2 separate regions of the Mus musculus genome follow, and region 1 is linked to region 2. Evidence: chromatin contacts called from public HiChIP or PLAC-seq data. All regions are on one chromosome and are shown on one strand. The core of a region is the stretch at or near the end of the contact, and the rest is flanking DNA. Distances in the headings are between cores, read along the strand shown.

Evidence for each region. HiChIP or PLAC-seq counts read pairs in DNA pulled down with a chosen protein or histone mark.
Region 1: a contact with region 2 is called in an H3K27ac HiChIP or PLAC-seq map of microglia, with 4 times the contacts expected there. The contact joins two enhancer-like sites. A contact is called at or near these places in 2 of 115 datasets of contacts at active chromatin or transcription factors (microglia and pancreatic cancer cells) and 1 of 9 other capture datasets (liver).

What each region holds. Positions count from the first base shown.
Region 1 is chr2:167,333,914-167,338,724 of GRCm38.p6, forward strand. The region is part of intron 1 of B4galt5 (UDP-Gal:betaGlcNAc beta 1,4-galactosyltransferase, polypeptide 5); the gene reads right to left. Among named protein-coding and RNA genes, the nearest start is that of B4galt5, 13 kb to the right of the region's middle. Within about 2 kb of position 2,023, at least 107 of the 459 cell types and tissues checked have an H3K27ac peak or open chromatin away from gene starts, as enhancers often do. A contact at or near this core is called in liver and microglia, where this site is marked.
Region 2 is chr2:166,973,183-166,978,013 of GRCm38.p6, forward strand. All of the region lies in intron 1 of Stau1 (staufen double-stranded RNA binding protein 1), which reads right to left. Among named protein-coding and RNA genes, the nearest start is that of Stau1, 21 kb to the right of the region's middle. Within about 2 kb of position 3,274, at least 77 of the 459 cell types and tissues checked have an H3K27ac peak or open chromatin away from gene starts, as enhancers often do. A contact at or near this core is called in liver and microglia, where this site is marked.

The DNA of each region.
Region 1 (4,811 bases), core at 773-3,272, 360 kb after region 2:
GAGGAGCACAATCATACATGAGACAAAAGCTTAACTACAACTACAGTTCTGGAAAATTACACACATACATTGTGTGATAACTACGTGTGTAATGATGGCAGATGACAGTTAATGGACTATCTCAAACATAGATGGTTTTTACTGTTTCCACCACAAATTAATATATGATGGAGGCGACAGATGGGCCAATTATATGCCATCCACATGTTGCATACACAAAATTTTAAGAGAAAAAATTCTTAAATTTGCATACCAAAATAAAAAGCCAAAAAGCATAAAAATATCAATGTGTGTTATCTAAGAGTTCATGCTTTGTTTTGTTCCCCAAATTTCACAGCAGATTATTGGCCTTTTTAAAAAAATTATCTTTGGTTACATTGTTATACATATGGAAGGCAAGCACCTTTGAGCCATTATGCTAGCTCTGAAAATATTGTTTTTTATTCCAAAAGTAACTAATGGCTACTGAGGGGGAGGGGAAGCTGCAGTCAGGAGTTGACCTGAAATAACCCCTATGTGAATGATTTTAGCACCCTCCTCTTCAGGCACCCGGATGTCCTTCCTACCCAATTTACCTCTCTCTGTATAACCAGGCTCTCCCAGCAACCAATGCCCAGGCACTGCAGCTGCCCCAAGAGCTGGACAGTGGCTAGCCTGTTTAACGCTGTGTCCTACGGGTTCACTTTCCGTCTTCAGTGTGTTCTCACCTGCCAAGCTTTTCTTCTACTTGTTCACTGAAGACTGAATTCTAGAAACAGGTATGTCCAGTGTGCTGTTTCTGTTCATACCAAAGCCCTCTGCCTTACCCACAACCATCTGATATCACCACCATCACCCCACTGTCACTGATGATGGACTGCCAAGTTCCTGAAGGGGGACAAAGACACAAAAGCAATCAGTCCTTGCCCTGGAAAATACCTCCCAAGTATCTGGACACAAGGCAGTGACAGAGTGGAGCTGAAGACACTATGTGGCCCTCCAGCCATCAGACTCTTTTTTCTTTTTTCTTTTTTTTTTCTTTTTTTTTTTTTTTTTGGGTTTTTGAGACAGGGTTTCTCTGTATAGCCCTGGCTGTCCTGGAGCTCACTTTGTAGACCAGGCTGGCCTCGAACTCAGAAATCCGCCTGTCTCTGCCTCCCGAGTGCTGGGATTAAAGGCGTGCGCCACCACGCCTGGCTGCCATCAGGACTCTTAAAGAGCTAGCCAGGAAGTGTGTTGGAAGACTCATTTCACTCATTTCCAGACAAGTTAGGCAGTTCTGCTCCTCTCACTTCAAAGCCCCTTTATCTGCACAGGAAATGGGGTTGGATGGACAGCACAGGGCTGTGTGGGCTCTGCCTCACGAAGTCAGGGCTTAGTAGACGTCACAGCAAGCCAGCACCAGCACTTCTACATGCTGTTGCATCACATCTGCTTCTGCTTTTCCTAGTTTAGACTTCTTTCTAGTGAAAAGGCTCAAATCCAGCGACTAGAGCATTGCACTGCCTTAACATCTGGCTCAGTCTCATCGACGGAGACACAAGAGTAGGGGATTGAACGGAGACCTATGAGATTCTGTGGCCGCTCTACCCCATGCAAGTCAGAGGAGGAAATCCTGGTGGGAAATTCTCTGTAACTTCTTGGCTGCTGGGCTGCCAGGTTTAAGGCACCTGCAATCCCCTGGGTGACAGATGCAAACACTCATGGCAGGTCTCATAGCAAGCAGGCATCAGGAAGGTAGAATGACAAGGAACAGAGAGGCCACAAGGCAACCTAGGGATAAACAAGGCAGGTTCTCGCACCATGTAAGACTCTTTGAAAAGGCGTGGGCTAAGTGGTTTCTTTGTTACTTCAAGGTGACTAAAAGTGAACAGTCCACAGAAAGCAATCAAAACATCCAGGTCACTGAGAGACACAGGGAAGACTACGACAGTCTCAAGCATGTTCGGTCACAGTGGCTCATGCCTTAACACAGACAGGAGATGGAGGCAGAAGGAGCATGTGAACTGGAGATGTTCTGGGGAATTAAAGGCCGGGTGACCAACACAGAATGCCCACTTCCTGCAAGGCTAGTTATGATGGCGCACCCACCCTGTCCGCCCAGCTGCAGGGAGTTGGAGGCAGAGAAACTGTTATACTTCCACATTAAACTAACCCCAGAATGCCACACCATTTATTCTCAACTTTCTCAATAGTAGGAATGAAATTAAGTAGATCTGACATCAAAGGATCACACATTTTACATAAAGTAAAGACAGTGCTTTCTTTATGGTTTCCAAGTCCTTACCAGGAGCCAGCTTCTATGCAGATGCCATGTTTATAATTACAAAAGAGAAACAGCTATGCCAGAAGAGAAAGACTACAGCAGAAGCTGTTTTGGAGGCAGAGGCTAAAGGATCTGGAGCTAAGGGGAGAGCTTTAGGGGAGAGGGAGAGGCAGGCGGACAGACAGACAGACCGACTGTAGTATTCTATAGAAACCGAGCCCTGCCGCGCTTGCTCCCCTTCTTTGCCTCACAAGCCTTCTGAAGTACCTGTGTTCATAGAAAACAGAAATTAACAGGGCAACAGAGATGATTATGAATAAATTAGTGTCATTTTCCTTTACCACTCTTAAAAGTTGACTTAATGGTTTAAAAAATATTGTTGCAACAGAACAAGAATGGCAACGTGTTAAAACCTAATCAAACATGATTCACTCCAGAATGTTCCATGACTGATAACAGCTTACATCAACAATCTTCTGGCAAGCGTCACAATCCAATGAAAAGTCCGTTTTCCAACTTTCAATTCAAACCTGACCCATCAGCTCTGACCATGCCACCTGCTTTACTGTCTTAATTAACACTAATAGGTTAACAGAGCTAAGAACACTAAAATTAGATCTGTGTTTAACTGGTAGCCACGGGGCAAGGATCTTGAACATAAACCCCAAGGGCGGGAGCCAGGGTAGCAGGTGCTTTGGCAGGCTTTTCCTATACAAGCACAGACTTGGCCCTACCCTAGGCTACTGTAAATTAAGCACCGCAGAAATTAGCAACAGCTTCTCAGAAAAAAGGCCAAGGGCTTGCCAGCACCCAGGTGCTGTGTGTACTTAGAGCAGCGCCTCCCTTCAGGTCTGCCACAGCCTGGGAGACATGGCCCCTGCTGAAGCTCTACACTGCAAGGACTGGGGTGGGGGAATTTTACTGACATCAGGAGCTCCAGGCCTTGCATGTACCACCCACTGTAGATTCTAATCCATAGGCAGGAAGCTCCCTCCCACTCACCCATCCATCCCTCGTCCCTTTGTGTACGGTAGCTGGGGCATAGGGACAGGAAGGGGACATTTGTCTGAACTGGTGCCGGACTTCAAGCGTCCACACACAATAGATATCTCACTGTCTGTCATCCTTTTTCACAGATAAGTACCTGAGTGGGCAGGCCATATGAAGTCAACCACTCAAAGCTTCCAAAGTCCAGATTACAGATGCGCAGGCCCCAGACTGGTGTTCTGTTTTCTGCTGGGGCAGAGGGGGGGCTCTTCTGACCCCTCTACTTTATTTCATGATAAGGTCCCTAGTCACATGCTGGACTATGCTACTGACTTTATTGAAGCTTTGAAGTTTTCTATAATAAAGTAATTACTAAGGAAACAAATTAGTTTGACCCCAAAGTAGCTCTTAACCTCGAGTTAATCTTCCCAGTGTCAAGTGAAATTCAAACAAATCCAAATATTCTAATTCCTACAAATCTTAAGATTCCTAATGCTTTAAACCAGAGTGAAAAGAAGCCAGGCTCAACAGCTCAACAGCAAAACAAAGGCAAACAAACACCGAGGCAACATTTGACTCCCTCCCACTTATCACAGGCTCACACTGGTAGCCCAGGACAGAACCTTGCAGTGAGGGGATCCAGCAGGCCCTGCAGATAAAACCATGATGGGCCCTGGCCTTGCTGCAGTGAAATGGAACTCTTCCTACCTTGTGCTCATATTAATATAGGGCATGGGGCACTAGATTCAATAAAGGATTAGCTTCCCACACGGGCATGCAACCTCATAACAGGCTTGGTTCTTCATTCTCCTTCCAAGAAGCACAACAGGGAACTCCAGATCCTAAGCAAATATTGTCTTGTGAGGCAAACTTTGGGCTAGGCATGGTAAGGTACATCACTCTAGATTCTGAGGCAGGAGGATTGCCATGAGTTCCAGGCAAGCTTTAACCTTAACTAAAAACAAACTCAGGGAAGATAGGCAGCATGTCTGAGTCCCAAAGACAAGCCTGAAAACACTGAAACATGGGACATCAGCTGAACTAGAAATGATGTCCACAGCTGCTTGTAGTCTTCCTTATGTTTATCCATTATTTTACCTTCACGACTGGAGCTTAAGGATCAAACAAGGCACTATTGCATTCACTTGAGACACGCAGGATCACAGGTTTCATACACTGAACATACGCTGTGCTCTACTGAGTTTGAAAGTTAAAATCCATCTTGAATCCTAAATTGGGAGGAGGGAAACCTCCCACTTGTCAACAGCCCACAGACCTGTCCCCCCATAGAGGCAGCACGCGTCTGACTTCAGTGGGCATGATGACTCTGAAACTGTGCTACAATTCATACTTTTGATCATAATCAGCATTTTAACAGATCCATAATGTTCCTGTTTGAATCTTCGGTCCCTTCCTTACCTTGAAGGTCACTAGTGAGAAGGCATCAGCATACTCTAGCAAGAGGGAGCACTCAGGCTCTCACAGACTCGCCCTGACTCCCTTTCACTTGCCACCAAGTCCTTCTAGAGCATCGGGTGGCACTGGAGCCAGGGCTACAACAGTGACCACCAGCACCAAA
Region 2 (4,831 bases), core at 2,024-4,523:
ATTCTTAGCAGTTTGAAAATCTCTATCTTGAGCCACAGCTCCCCTTTCAGCAGTACAAACACCAGAAAACCTGTGTCTGCACAAGCCCTCAGGGGACAGGGGAGGATGGACAGATTCAGCCCAGAGAGACAGGCCTTGCTCAGACAGAAACTTAACTCAAACTAAACCCTGCTGACAGCTGACTCATTCACAAAGTAAGTTTGGATTTTTCTCCTTGGAAAGGAAACTGAAGTGGAAAGGACTGAAAAAAGAAAACAAAAAACAAAAAAACCAAATTCGGTAACCCAGGAAGTGATTAATTATGTCTTACAAAGAGCAAGAACAAGGACTAGGAATGATGTTTACTGAGACAACCCTTACCTAGGGTACATTAAGTCCTGGTTTCCATCCCCAGTGCTGCAAACTAAGAACACCACCAGAGAGGATATGGAAAGGAAAGGAGAGGGGAGGGGAGGGGAGGGGAGGGGAGGGGAGGGGAGGGGAGGGGAAGGGGGAGGAAAAGGAAAGAAGAGGCACACGCCTTTAATCCCAGCACTAGGGAGGCAGAGGCAAGCGGATTTCTGAGTTCGAGGCCAGCCTGGTCTACAAAGTGAGTTCCAGGACAACCAGGGCTATACAGCGAAACCCTGTCTCAAAAAACCAAAAAAAAAACCAAAAAAAAAAAAAAAAAGGCTGTGCAGTGGTGGTGTACAACTTTAATCCCACCATTCAGGAGACAGAGTAGACAGATCTCTGAGTTTGAGTCCAACCTGATCTACAGAGCAAGTTCCAGGACAGCCTGAGCTACACAAAAAAACCCTGTCTCAAGAAACAAACAAACAAAAATTTTAAAACTTCAATAAAGATTAATGAATTTGTTAATGACTGGTCTTGTAGTAAATCTGGCCACCCACCCCTTGCTTGGTATAAAACATTGTTAAAAGGCAGAACTTTGATACAATGACCACCCCAAATGGTATTTCCTGTTCATTTCTCTCTGAAACAGAAAGGGTTAGATCACAGCAGCAACCACTTCTCTTTCTCATGACTTCTAAATGGTCTTGCAACTGAGGCCTGTCTACCCCACATCCAAACAGACCTCCCTCTCTGGGATATACAGGTATATATGGCAATTTGCTTCCTAAAGGTAAATGGTCCCACCACCACCTCTGGAATGCTTGTCAGGTGGGACAGCCAGTTGAGGAGCAGAGCCTAACGAGGAGCACTAGAGCTCACCCTTCCCTGCAGCTGCACTGGAGGAGGTAATGTAGGGCCTTGAGCAGGTCTGACTGCAGATATGGAGAGAAGAAGAACTGAGAGCAGAAACCAGTTCTTGTTCAGTATCTGGCTCCAGAGAGAGCAGCAGACGCAACCGGAACTCACACTTCAATGTGGGACACGGCTACTCAACAAAAATGAACAACTTACAGATAAACAGCTTTCAGTGTAGCTAAGTCAGTGCTACAAAATCTAAAGATCTACCTAAAAGTAGTGAGAGAAAGGAAAAAAGCTAAACTGTAGAGGGGGTAAAGTGACTGCTGAGTGCAGTCAATTCTGGCACTCTCTCAGGTAACAAAGCCACATGTGCAACATGTATTACACTGTCAGTTACAAGGCTTAGGGCTCCTTCGTAGGTTTGCCATGTCCTGGCCTGCAGATCCTTCAGTGACTTAATGACTTACAATATCCATGCGATATGTGTTCATTTTGCACAGAGAACTGGCAATATGTCATGCTTATTAACATTTATAGGACATGGTAATGGCCTCTGGCCTCGAGTCTGTGAGAAGCTGAAAGCAACCTGGAGAGTGACACCAGGAACTGCTGCTGTTAAAGGCAGCAGACTGAGGAGACAAACTTTCCCCTCACTTGACTGACAGGAGGGATTTCTCACTGTTGCTGGTTCTTTCTCCTAATTAGAACAAAGCAGGGATCTGTTTGAGTAAGGTTTATTAGGAGCTTCATCTAATTACAGACTCTAAGCCAGAAAACCACTGCATCAACCACATTCTCGAGTGACTTGAATAGACCCTGTCCTGCCCTGGGACCATGTCAGTGCCAGTGGTGGGCACAGGAGCCCAGCACGCTGCAGAGAGGCAAGCTGCTGGGAACGACAACACGGCTCTCACACAAGATTCCTGCTTAGCTTTGTTTGGTTTTTGTGCTTTCTTAGGATAGAGTTTCTCTGTGTAGCCCTGGCTGTCCTGGAACTCACTCTGTAGACCAGGCTGGCCTCACTCGACTCAGGAATCCGCCCGCCTCTGCTTCCCAAGTGCTGGGATTAAAAGTATATGTCACCACTGCCAGCTTCTTATTTTTTAACTTAGAAGAAACTACAAAGCCAAATTTCTTTTTTAAGTCAAAAGTGGGGGGCAGGGTGGACTGGAGGGGCTCAGCAGTCACCAGACTCCTGGTTTGTGCTGAGGACCTGGATTCTATTCCCAGTGCCCACATGGCAGCTCAAAACCACTGCAACCACAGGTCCAGGAGATCCAGCACCCTCTTCTGGCCTCCACAGACACCAGGCATGCATGGGGTGTATATAAGCAAGATACACTCATCACATAAAACAATTTAAAAATAAAAATCAGATGTGGTGGCTCAGAGGCGGATAATCTCTGTGAGATTCAGGCCAGCTGGTCCACACAACTGGCCTAGGACCAGACAACCAAAGCTACAGAAACCCTATACCCAAAACAGCAGCAACGGCAACAAAAATCAAAAGGTGGGGGTCTGGAGAGTTGGCTCAGTGACTAACAGCACTTGCTTCTCTTCCATACGAATGGGTTTGTTGCCCAGCACCCACATGGAGCTCACAGCCATGTGTAACTCCAGTTCCATGGGATCTAGTGTCTAATTCTGACTTCCAAGGGCACTGCACACACATGGCACACAAACATACATACAGGCGAGACTCACAGTAGAACAATTCTATACAAATTCACGGCCATCTATCAAAAAGCAGAGGAAGTTTTAAGGAGGTTAAAAGTACTTTGAATAAAACAGTATCAATGAAGGCTAGAAATGACAGTGTTTATGGAAACAGGCAACCAGGCAGGCCTCCAGCATGTACTGGCAAATTAACCGTTCCCAGGCAGGGTAACCCTCATTGCCTTTTACCATCAGGCCTCTCCCATGGACAAACCAGAGCAAGCAAGTTACTTGAAAAGTCTGACATATTTTCTCTCAAAGAGATACAAAGTCCCAAAGAAGCACCACAGTGAGTGGCTCAAATGACCTCACTCTCGCCCCAGTCCCCATTGTGGCAGGTTGTGCCATCTTGTTTGCTTTGGGGCAAAAACAGAGGCTACCATCCTCAATGCAGAGCTCTCAGCAGACAAGCTGCCAGTGTGGACACAAAAGTCTGCAAGGGTGCCGAAGTCAGCTGAGCCTTGTTCCCTTTTTTTTCTTCAGCTACCAATTGAGAAAGATGTCCCTCTCTCCCTGGCTCCCTCCTCCCATTCTTACTAAAGTTTGTCTGGAGTGGTTTACTCACTGACAAGAACAAGTCAGTTTATTCCTCCTAACTTCCAACTGCAGCCATCGGTCACAAGCAGAAAAGGAGCTAAAACAAAGTCCATGCTAACAGGGTCACAGCGGCAGAGCCTAAGGCAGAATGAGTACCTAAAATTAGAGAGGGTGGGGCCCAAAAGGATCCTTTCTGGCTCCTGCTCTGTAAAGCAGACCCACTAACATTTCTAGCTCCGGTCATAAATATGTGAGGACTTTAGAGGCTCACAGTAAAACAGGCTTTCATTGAGCCTACCCACAAAATTCTAGTCTCAAATAGCTCAAAGACTGGTTGAAATAAGCAGCTAAAATGTGAAAGTAGGGAGAGAGACTTGGAGGAGACCAGGAGCAGGGGGCAGCAATTGGGATGTAAAATGAAAAAGTAAATTAATGGAAAAAACAAAAACTGACCAAAAAGTGTAGGGGCTGGGAAGGTGGCGTAGTGAGCAGTGCTTGCAAACATCAACACCCGAATCTGATCCCCAGCACCCACAAAAAAAGAAAAAAAGAAAAGAGAAGAAAAATAAGAAAATCAAGGGCAGTGGCGGTTTATAATCCCAGGCAGGAGGAACCCTGGGGTTTGCTGACCAGACTGTCTAGCCAAACCAGCAACCTCCAGGTTCAAAAAGAGAGCCTGTCTCAAAAAATAAGGTACACTGTAAGAGGAAGACACCAATTATCAAACTCTGCCTGTCCACCACTGCCCCTCAGTGACACAGGATGTGTGTGGGGGACATAACAAGACTATTTGAGAAGCTTTAAATTCTCACATGAGCAACACTAAAATTTACCAGGCAAGAGGCCAGGGATGAAATAAAGATGCACTTGCTGAGCATAACAGAGCACTCTAGATGTAGTCCTAGGCCCAGCAAAAAATAAAATAAATTTTTAAATAATAAAAGACACCAAGCAGTACTGATTCGCCAGTTTTTCTTTATCACTTGCTAACATAACCCTAGATGTCATGTTAGGAGAGAATGGGAGGCAGTGAGAACAGTTTCCTTCCTCCAGGACCATCTGCCAGTGTGGGGTTATTTCCAGTTGCCACATGTGGGCAATGCAGGGGGCCTTATATATCTAGAAAACAGAGGAACCAGGGCCACCGGAACAAACATCACAGTTGTAAATGTGGAAAAGCACCATGTACTCAGTCGCTCAGAGAGGAAAGCTCTCCACTATTGGCATGTCAGGTTCAAAGCAGCCCTAGGGACCATGAAATTCCAACTGCTACTTCTGAGTATGACTACAGCTAAGAATCTTCCAGACAAAACGCCTCCTTTCAGGATTGCTTCTTACCACAGATGTGAAGGCCTCATGAGAAATCAAACTGTGTGTCACTCAA